Linked DNA regions of Mus musculus: all the other regions are linked to region 3. The links are chromatin contacts, called in public ChIA-PET and HiChIP or PLAC-seq maps. All regions are on one chromosome and are shown on one strand. Each heading gives the region's core, a stretch centred on a gene start, on an enhancer-like site or on the middle of the called end of the contact. The rest is flanking DNA. Distances are from core to core; before and after follow the strand shown. Region 1 overlaps Cacnb4 (calcium channel, voltage-dependent, beta 4 subunit). Region 2 overlaps Cacnb4 (calcium channel, voltage-dependent, beta 4 subunit). Region 3 overlaps Neb (nebulin).

The links. HiChIP or PLAC-seq counts read pairs in DNA pulled down with a chosen protein or histone mark. ChIA-PET counts read pairs in DNA pulled down with a chosen protein or histone mark.
Region 1: a contact with region 3 is called in a CTCF HiChIP or PLAC-seq map of CD8 T cells, with 7 read pairs. The contact joins two enhancer-like sites. A contact is called at or near these places in 1 of 15 datasets of contacts at CTCF or cohesin (CD8 T cells), 1 of 484 Hi-C or Micro-C datasets (nephron progenitors) and 4 of 115 datasets of contacts at active chromatin or transcription factors (CD8 T cells, bone marrow-derived dendritic cells, embryonic stem cells and 1 more).
Region 2: a contact with region 3 is called in an RNA polymerase II ChIA-PET map of memory CD8 T cells, with 317 read pairs. The contact joins two enhancer-like sites. A contact is called at or near these places in 1 of 15 datasets of contacts at CTCF or cohesin (CD8 T cells), 17 of 484 Hi-C or Micro-C datasets (B cells, CD4 T cells, CD8 T cells and 13 more), 9 of 115 datasets of contacts at active chromatin or transcription factors (CD8 T cells, effector CD8 T cells, embryonic stem cells and 3 more) and 3 of 9 other capture datasets (adipose tissue, liver and pancreatic islet).

The regions. Positions count from the first base shown.
Region 1 is chr2:52,523,320-52,526,412 of GRCm38.p6, reverse strand. All of the region lies in intron 2 of Cacnb4 (calcium channel, voltage-dependent, beta 4 subunit), which reads left to right. Among named protein-coding and RNA genes, the nearest start is that of A430018G15Rik, 100 kb to the right of the region's middle. Within about 2 kb of position 1,517, at least 28 of the 459 cell types and tissues checked have an H3K27ac peak or open chromatin away from gene starts, as enhancers often do. A contact at or near this core is called in CD8 T cells, where this site is marked.
Region 2 is chr2:52,569,627-52,572,692 of GRCm38.p6, reverse strand. The region is part of intron 2 of Cacnb4 (calcium channel, voltage-dependent, beta 4 subunit); the gene reads left to right. Among named protein-coding and RNA genes, the nearest start is that of Cacnb4, 110 kb to the left of the region's middle. Within about 2 kb of position 1,597, at least 56 of the 459 cell types and tissues checked have an H3K27ac peak or open chromatin away from gene starts, as enhancers often do. A contact at or near this core is called in CD8 T cells, the G1E-ER4 cell line, Th1 cells and 5 more, where this site is marked.
Region 3 is chr2:52,314,560-52,317,505 of GRCm38.p6, reverse strand. All of the region lies in intron 10 of Neb (nebulin), which reads left to right. 4930573O16Rik (RIKEN cDNA 4930573O16 gene) reads right to left here. Exons shown (of 4, transcript NR_040620.1): 4 at 2,266-2,408. Among named protein-coding and RNA genes, the nearest start is that of Neb, 23 kb to the left of the region's middle. Within about 2 kb of position 1,560, at least 48 of the 459 cell types and tissues checked have an H3K27ac peak or open chromatin away from gene starts, as enhancers often do. A contact at or near this core is called in CD8 T cells, the G1E-ER4 cell line, Th1 cells and 5 more, where this site is marked.

The sequences.
Region 1 (3,093 bases), core at 268-2,767, 210 kb before region 3:
GCTTGCGAGGCATATGTTATATAACCTTTGCAAGCATCTGCTAGGTAGGGCTGGTGCCTTCTGATTGCAGCTCAACAGGAAAGACTCAGGAAATGCTGGGTGCAGGAGAGGAAAGAATTCTTTTTTTTTTTTTTTTTTAATTGAGGTCTCTAGGAGAAAAAAATGATACCAGGTTCATTGCCAATTCCCCATAAGGGATTTTTAGCAAATGTGGTAAATGCAGTAGTGACGCTGGCTCTGTACACACATTGCTTTGTGCATGCATGTCAAACACCAAAAGCCCAAGCAAGCTTCCAGTGAGTCACTGCTCCTGGGTTGAGCTTCAGCGTGACCTCACCCACCTCTGCAACCTCAGCCAAGGAATGAGTCCTCAGTACTTCTCTTCTCTACGTCTGCGTCTCCATTGCCCTTTCTTCTCTCACCCCCGCCGGTTGATTTTGTAAGCCAGAGACTAGTCAGCCAACAAGTGGACATTTTTATAATGCTGAAGGCGAGCTGAGCTCTGTCTCCCTGTTGGGTTCTGTAATGGGCAGGTGCCTGTAGAAAGTGCTTGTTAGTAGGCTCAGAGCAGGCAAGTCGAGCTGGCAGTACCTGCTCTCACAGACAGACCCCTCCCCCGCCAGAAGACCTCACACATAGCCTTTCCTGAATCAGAGCATCTTCTCAGACTGAATGAGCTTGCAGCAAGTATTTCCAGAAGTGCATTTGGCAGGTGCATGGACAGTCTCAGGGCTGCTTGGGACCCAGCTCCGGCTATTGAGTGTGTGTGAGAGATACAGAATTCCCGAAGGAACTATGGTGCAAATGTGGTCGCAGGTCACTTTGCAGTAAAATCCTAAGGGAAAGTTGGCTAGCTTCTAGTTTCTGGAGAACCATTCAGAATCCACCAGGGACTTCGGCTTTGTGGTGGAACTGACGTGACAGCAGGTGGTGCTGCCCACAGCGGCCTGTTCTAGAGGTCTGATGTCATCCCTTCTTCTTAGCTGGGTGGGTTTTTTTCTGAGGACTGTTCTTTTATTCACATCGGCCATACACAGGATGGTTCTCATTTGATGTTTCTCTCTCCTTGGGTGATCGGAGTGAACTCAGGTGTCAGGCTGTAAGCACATGTCACACCACGAGTTGTAGCACAGGGCATCAGTGTTATTCATAGATAGATAGATAGATAGATAGATAGAGACAGAGACAGAGACAGAGACAGAGACAGACACAGACACAGACACAGACACAGACACAGACACAGACACAGACACAGACACAGACACAGACACAGACACAGACACAGACACAGACACAGACACAGATATTTAAAGGGTTCAGGATTACCATCAACCTCCAGAGTCACCTCCTCACCTGACTACTTTCTGACAACATCCTGAAGGAGGACCACACCCATCTGATCTTTATTTCTCCACTTCCTGTTTTTCACCCGCACTCCCAAAGTTCCAGACTCCTCCTGTGGAAGGCCAGGCTGAAGTACCGTTCTCCTGACTGTAGAGTGCCCACCAGAACCCACATCAGCCATCTCATGCCACATGCCCTTAGCACTTGGTTAGCTGTGTTGGTGAGATCATCATAAAACCCCAGGAACACCACTGAAAGATGAGCAACGCATTCTCCTGTCACTTGACGTTCAGTTACAACCTTTAGGAGAGAGAGTGATAATGAAATTGAGGTGCCCCAGGGTGGCCACCGCCTAGAACTATCTTGTCGCAGGCAAACCAAGAAAGTTGGTTACTGAAACCTCATCGGAGAGTCATTTGTAATGTTAATAGAATTAAATTATATCAACACTACTGCAAGAACAGGAATAGCTACCATTTATATGATGCCTTGTGCCAGCCAGTGTTCTGGCTTTGTATGTATTAACTCACCAACCCTTTTTTTTTTCTTTTCTTCCTACCCTAAGATGCGCTCTCTCTCTTTCCCTGCCACTCTTAGCTCTGCCTCCCTTTTCCCTGTGCAATCACTGCACTCATGTAATTGGACAGGGAAAACTCTGCAACATTCTCTCAATTTGAAGGAGTCCTGTACAGATGAGATTTCCCAGTGTATAAGTGTGTGTGTGTGTGTGTGTGTGTGTGTGTGTGTGTGTGATACTGGACACTGAACTCAGGACCTGGCACATGCTAAGCTGCTACTTAACCATTGAATCACACCTTGGTACATCTTCTCCTTTTAAGTAGTTTTTTTATAATTTTTGGTGAAGTCCAGCTTATGAATTCTCCATCGTCTGTGCTTTGGTGTCAAGGGTAAGAGCTCTCTGCTTAGCCAGGTCTTACAGCGATTACACTGTTTTCCAGCTTAGTGGTTTGTATTTGCATCTGCGAGCCAGTCTGAGGTCATTTTTAACAAGGCTAGAAGTTAAGTTACAAACCTTCTTGCTTATGGACGTCTAACTTGTAACTTGCATTTGACAAACTCTTTGAGAGTATCAGGGAATGAGAAGCTGGGAAGGGCTCCTGGTTAGGCAGGGATGGAATGGTAAATAGTAACCCATTTGTGGGGGGAATCACCAACCCCTCTTAACAACACTGTAGATGACACACTGTCTTTATCCCATTTATAGATGGCGAAACAGAGATTCAGGCATACCTACCCATGCCCATGCAGGAGACGAGGCTTTCTGGTGTCTCTAAGTTGGCACAGGGAGTCCTTGAGAGAGCTAGTCCTGGAATAAAATCGACTCCAAACCCTGAGTGCTTTCCCTTCACTGACTGTGGCTTTCCTTCTGATGAACATCTAGCATCCTTGGTCAAGTTGAGAAGCCATTTTAACAAACACACTGATTGTGACACCTGATAAAGATTTCCTGGTGCTTGTGTAGGGTCTCCCTTTCAGTAGCACTTCCTGATTATCATCATCTTTGTCCCAACCAGAACTGTGACACCGGGTGAAGGGATGAAGCAACGCTCAGGTTATGGGTCATATTGGCTCTATAGAAAGTGAACTCGTGACCGGTGTAACAGTCAGCTCAGGCTGCCGTAAGAAAAGCCACAGGCTGATGGCTTCAATAATAGCAATGTGTTTTCTCACGGTTCTCCAGGCCCAAAGCCCAAGATCTAAGTGCCAACAGGGTTGGTTTCTGATGAG
Region 2 (3,066 bases), core at 348-2,847, 260 kb before region 3:
TCTATAGATCAGGCTGGCCTTGAACTCAGAGATCTTCCTGTCTCTGCTTCCTGAGTGCTGAGATTAAAGGAGTGTGCCACCACTGCCTGGCTGAGTCTTTGCAGGTATTTTTTTTTTTTTTTTTTTTTTTTTTTTTTGATAACGGCTCAAACTGACTAAAGTGAGAGGCTGGAAGGTGGCCTGAGGTAATCTCTGTAATGTGAGTAGCTGGGATTTCCTTCATCTGTCTGTTAGCCGCCTCAGCATAGTACGGAAAAGGTTTTTGATTTCGTGTGAGTTGGTGAAATGGGAAAAGCCCATGTACTGAATCAAAGCATGGGTGGGTAAGGCCTGGAGGGACCCGTGGGGTGAGAACTGCGGAAGGAGGGGAATTGAGAAGGCAGTTAGAGGCATGATTGGAGTTTTATCCTTGGACAAGAAGCTGGGTTTGTCTGTCCCTTTGATGTTGTCTGTTGTCCTCTTTGATTTTTGTTTGGGGGAAAAACCATACACGATGACATTAATCTACAGTTTATAAACTCCAGTAACTTTTCAGGAAGATTTCTAATTTACTCTGATTTCTAGACTAACTGTATCCTCGTCGTCCAGCCTTTCAGACCGCTGTGTTTCAGTTGGTGATAGATTATTTGGTAAGGAAGAGAACATTGAAAAAAGATCTCGTGGACTCAGAATTTTAAGAGAGAAGCCCTGTCTCTGATGGTTATGTGTAAAGAGTTGTTTTTAGCGAGATTATCTGAGCAGCCGAAGATGGATAGTGCATAGTGAAAGAGACGTTGTCACTATAAATGGAAATCTACAAAAGGGGAGCCGCTGAGCTTGGTGGGCCCCACCGGCCCTGTGAATCACTCTCCTGCACGCACACCCTTACTCAGTTATCTGAGCTAGCAGCTTCTGAAGTGGCACTAAATTTAGACAGTAAAATAAAGGAAGAGAGGGGAGAGGGCGGGTGTGGTGGTTTGCGGTGACACTTGCCAGTGCTTAGGTGTGAAGGTGCGACCTTGTGACTTGCAGTCTCGGGTGTGTGTCCTGTTTGCTACTTTCAGCACCAGAGCTGGTTGTCTTGCTAATAATGCCCCTTTAATTTAGCTCAAAGCACCAGAGAGACTCCCTTCCTTTGGAATGTGTCACCGCAGCTGATGGTGCTTAGTGCTGTGCCTTGGTTTTTCCTGGCCTGAGGCTTTTTTTTTTTTTTTTTTTTTTTTTGAGGGTGATGTCCATGGAAGAAACAACCCAACCTCAGGCAAAGTAGTTTCAACCAAGCGAGCCAGTTGAAGTACCCGCTGGACTGCAGCTGTATATCTTAAAGAATGTTTATTGCAACATGAAGATTTAATTTTTCAAGTTCAGATAGCCTATCCACCAATTGTCAGTTAATTCTTCGGTTGGCATACTGACGCCGGAGCATGGTGGTAATTTTCCAGAAAGGACACAAGAATTCACTGGAACCCCCATTTTATTTACCAAAGTAAAACCAGTCCCTTGCTCTTCTTGCTGGGAAATCAAGTGCAAATTTTCCACAGTCTTTGGCTCACCCATGCCCTCTGACCCAATAGTTACTGCACACACACGTTGTCAGCACTTACATTTCTCCCCTATCTATTCTTCCATGACGGGTTCTGGGGTAGTAGGAGTGGCCACGTTTAGCACCTGAGAGGAGAAGGAAGAAACATAAAAATAACTCATGAAGAGCTCCCCGTGCTAGTGATTGCTAAGAGTTCATTTAGACCCCTCATCCTCCTAGGATGGTAGCTGTCAATCTGCCTTCCCTGGTCTGGTCCCTCTGCTTGTCCCACCCAGGGAGGAATTGTTTGCAGCTACTACACTTGGTCCAGCACAGCGGAAGTAGCTGATTGCCTGGGCTTTTCTTATGCTAGTAGATACCAGCTAAATAGATTATGCCACTGTTGACAGGCAGATAACTTTTCCCTATCTCCTTCTCTTTATTCTCCCTGGAGTGTTAGACAACCTAGTTTGAAGAGTGTGCAGAGGTGAGCTCCTTCCATTTCAGGTGGAGTATGCTACATACAACATCACCTTCAATAGCCACAGACGGTTCCAGTGTGCTTAACAGGGGGGCATAAGTGGCAGTTTGAAGATGCATGGGGGATTCAAGGTGGGTTGGAGGACCCACTGTGGTTTCATATTTGTGTAAACTTCACTGTAAATCAGCAGTTAATAGGGACTCATATGCCTGGCCCACAGACTGCAGAAGAGTCTCTGTATTGAAAGAATTGGCAGTTTGAAAATTCATACCAGGCGTGCTCATCTTCTCTGTGTCAACACTTCAGCTAGGCGCTGGGTGCGTCGCCGTTTAGATGACTTCCTTTTCCTGTAAAGGAAGAACGTTCTTAGAAATGAGACTAACAGCCGTGATCAAGGTTGTATCACGGAGGAAATGGCGCTTTTACAGGCTGATGCTTCACGGATGTATGGTCAGACCCGTGGAGCAAAATTATACTTTTGGGAATAAAAAACAAATGTCTTATTCATATACTGATGACTGTATGCCCATCCATTTAATGCATGTGATATCAAACTAGAGTGATCCTAAGCCAATGGTTTCCCAGTCAGATGCCCAGTAGAGTAGTTATGGGCTTTTTAGAAAACATGGGCTATATAGCCTTTAGTATTTGAGTTTCTGGACTGCAAGAGGAATTTTAAATATCTCCAAAAGCAACTCTAACCCGTCATGTCTGATAGCCCTGATACACTTTTTCTGTAGTTTTCTAGAAAACAGCCGAAGTCTCTAGTGTTTAGATATAGACATTCCTCTTTCAGAGAAACTAAGTTAGCCATGCTTATAAAAATATTGTATATATTCACATTCATTTATTTGCTAGCACAGCTGAAAATAAAAACTGTGGTGGCATGCAATTTATTCCATAGAAAGTTAGCAGTTTAAAAATTGTACCCCCCAAAACCAATGTATTCAATAAAAGATGTCAAATATGATGTGTAGGCAGTTGTGATTTTAAGATAAAAACCAACTAGACTAGTGCCTTCTACTCATCTCACTGCTGGTGATAGGACTATGGGTGGAACTCTAGGTTGAGCTAATAGGATGTA
Region 3 (2,946 bases), core at 311-2,810:
CTTTTTGATGCTTTCCCTCATCTTCCCCACGGTCAGGCTTTTTGGATTCCCCACCTCAGCATCTTTGTAGCATCTTTTTCTCCAAAATAGATTTAAAATGTCTCTCTTTCAGACACTTAAAACTCTTGATGCTTCCTTGCCAAGCTATGCCTTCCGTGCCTACTGTCCTTTTTACAGCTTCCTGTTCAGCTGGTAATGATCATACTCTGGCAACGGTTGCACTGATATTACATCCTCTCCATTGGCTCTTCTTACTCTCCTTTTCACAGTATATTCATTTCCTTTTATCTTTGCTAAAACCAGGAGCTTTATGCCAGCACCCTTCTCAGTCTTGGGTATGCTGTGTAGGTGTGACTTAGGTGAATAACGCAGGATCCTGACTTGTTCCTACAACAGATATTCCAGGTGAGAGAACAGGCTCACCAGGACCTGCTGAACGTGGATTCTGCATACACCATTGGGAAGTGCCTTTAGTTTCTCTGTGCTTGCCTCTTTGCTTCCCTCCGGTAGTTTCTCTGTGGAACCTGGAAAGCTTTTGTAAAAAGTATGTCTTGCAGCGGCACATTGTTAAGTAACACGGAGCCCTGATCTTCTGAAATATTCTATTGCATTGAACTAGGGAGATGCCTATGGATCTCACCATAAGGCATTTTATTGAGTCTGGAAAGTAACTCTGGACCAACTACGGTCAATAATGTAACCCAGTGAGGATGCCCTACATGCTCTGAACAATAACTTCTCTGCTAATGGAGATGACTGGTAGCTCAGTGCTAAGCTACTTAGAAGAGAAGTGATTAACTCCTTTCAGTTTCTTTCCATTTGGTAACCATATAAAAACTACCGGTGCCTATCTGGAAAGTGGAAAATGAAGCCATGAGTTTAAGCAAAACACCAGGAAGCCTAATTTTGAAGCCCAGTGCCATTAGCTGTCTAGTGGTAAGGAGAGCCTATGGTTTAAGGAAACAACCACTGTGCCTACTGGCATCTGGTCACCTCCCCCTACAAAGTTGATATTCAGAGCTTGGATCTGACCTGGTATCCTTTCCTCTATTTAACAAGTTTCAGGGAAACTTCAGTCCGATCTTTCTTCTAGGCTGTCATTGATCAACTACAAGAGAGTGGGAGGGAAGATTAAGGAGAAAGTCTCAGGGTTAGACAGAAAGTTCGATGCTGGGCTTCCGATATGGGGGAGACTGCCCACGAGGACACTGCCTGCCTTTTCCTTTCGCCTTCTGGTCAGAGACCTGTCCCTTTGACCTCCTTCCTTCCTGCACATAAAGGGGAATGAGGAGGGTACCCTCCTCAGCAATTAGCAAGCTACAGCCACCCCTTCTCCCATGCAGGGGGACCCCTTACTGACATAAGAGGACTTGGGTATAGACTGTGAGTGATCAGTCCCCAGCCAGACCCATGGCAGGAGGAAATAGCAAGCTTTTATTCCTGGAAGGTGAGAAGAGAGGAAGGACCTTGGAGGAGATGTCGGGGTGGTTTTGTGCTCTGCTCTTTATCTTGTTTAACTACTTCCTCAAAAGCCACAAGTCTATCTCTGTTGTGAGAATTACACTCCTACTCAGTTCTCTGCTGCAAAGCTACACACCCAGCACCCGTTTCTCTGTAACAGCCCAGGGCTGGCCAGGAATAGTATCTGCTGCTTCTCAGTGTTTCAGTGTTGTCACAAAGACCTCTGTATATCAGCTTTTTGATGCCTCAGGTCTCATCTCTTTGCCTAAAGTCCTGAACTGCCCGGCATTCTCCCAACCCCCACCCCACCCCCCGCACAGATCATCAGAAAGACTTAAAGACTGAACCCTGAAATGGGGGAGCATCAAAAACTTCTGAAATGGTTTTTTGTTCTTTGCTTTTTATGTTTGACTACTTTTTATTGTTTTCCTTATTTAGTTTGGTTTTGGCTTTTTGAGACAGAGTCTTACCATAGAACCCAGGCTAATTTTGAATTCATGATTCCCTTGCCTCAAGACTTCTAAAGCACTTTTTTTTTTTTTTTTTTTTTTTGTAACAGATATCTGCCACCATGTTCAAATCAGACTTTTGGAAGCGTTAGTGTTTATGGGTATTTTATTCATCTATCTGATTCTTAAGAAACCTGTTTCCCAAAAGATTAGAAGTACTTCTACGGGCAGCCTTGGCAAGTCCCCAAATCTATTAATTCACTTTCGTTTTGTATTGGGGATTTACTTCAACAGAGGAGGTGTCTTAGTTAGGGTTTCTATTGCCGTGAAGGGACACCGTGACCATGGCAACTCTCAATAAGAAAAACATTTTATTGGGCCTGCTTTCAGCTTCAGAAGTTTAGTCCATTATCATCACGGCAGGAAGCGTGGTGGGGAACAAGCAGGTAGACACCATGCTGGAAAGATAGCTGAGAGCTCCACATCTGGATTGGTAGGCTGTAGGGAGAGACAGACAGCATCTGAAACCTCAAAGCCCACCACCAGTGGCACACTTCCTCCAACAAGGCCACTCCTACTCTAACAAAGCCTCACCTCCTGATAGTGCCACTCCCTCTGAGCCTATGGGGTTGTTTTCATTCAAACCATCATAGGAGGGTAGCTGAATTAGTTAGCAGTCTACTGTAGAGTTTGTTGTTCTGTTTTTGTCTGTTGAGGTAGGTTCTTTCCATGTAACCCAGGATGGCTTGATCTCAAGATTCTACTGTGTCTGCAGATCTGAGTCTTAGACAAATTCAGTTTCTCTCTCTGTGTGTCTGCCTCTCTATCTGTCTCTCTTGTCTAATATACAGTTTTCTCCATTTCCTTATGAGTTGTCATTATTATAATTACTGTACCATACATTTGCTTAGTGCTGTAGATACACAAAGCATCTTTATCATATGATCTTGCTTTATCTTTCTAGCAATGTTCTGTGTAAAATACAGCAGCAGCCCTTGGGATTGAGAAAGTTGAAGTGCTGAATCATTAAGTCAAA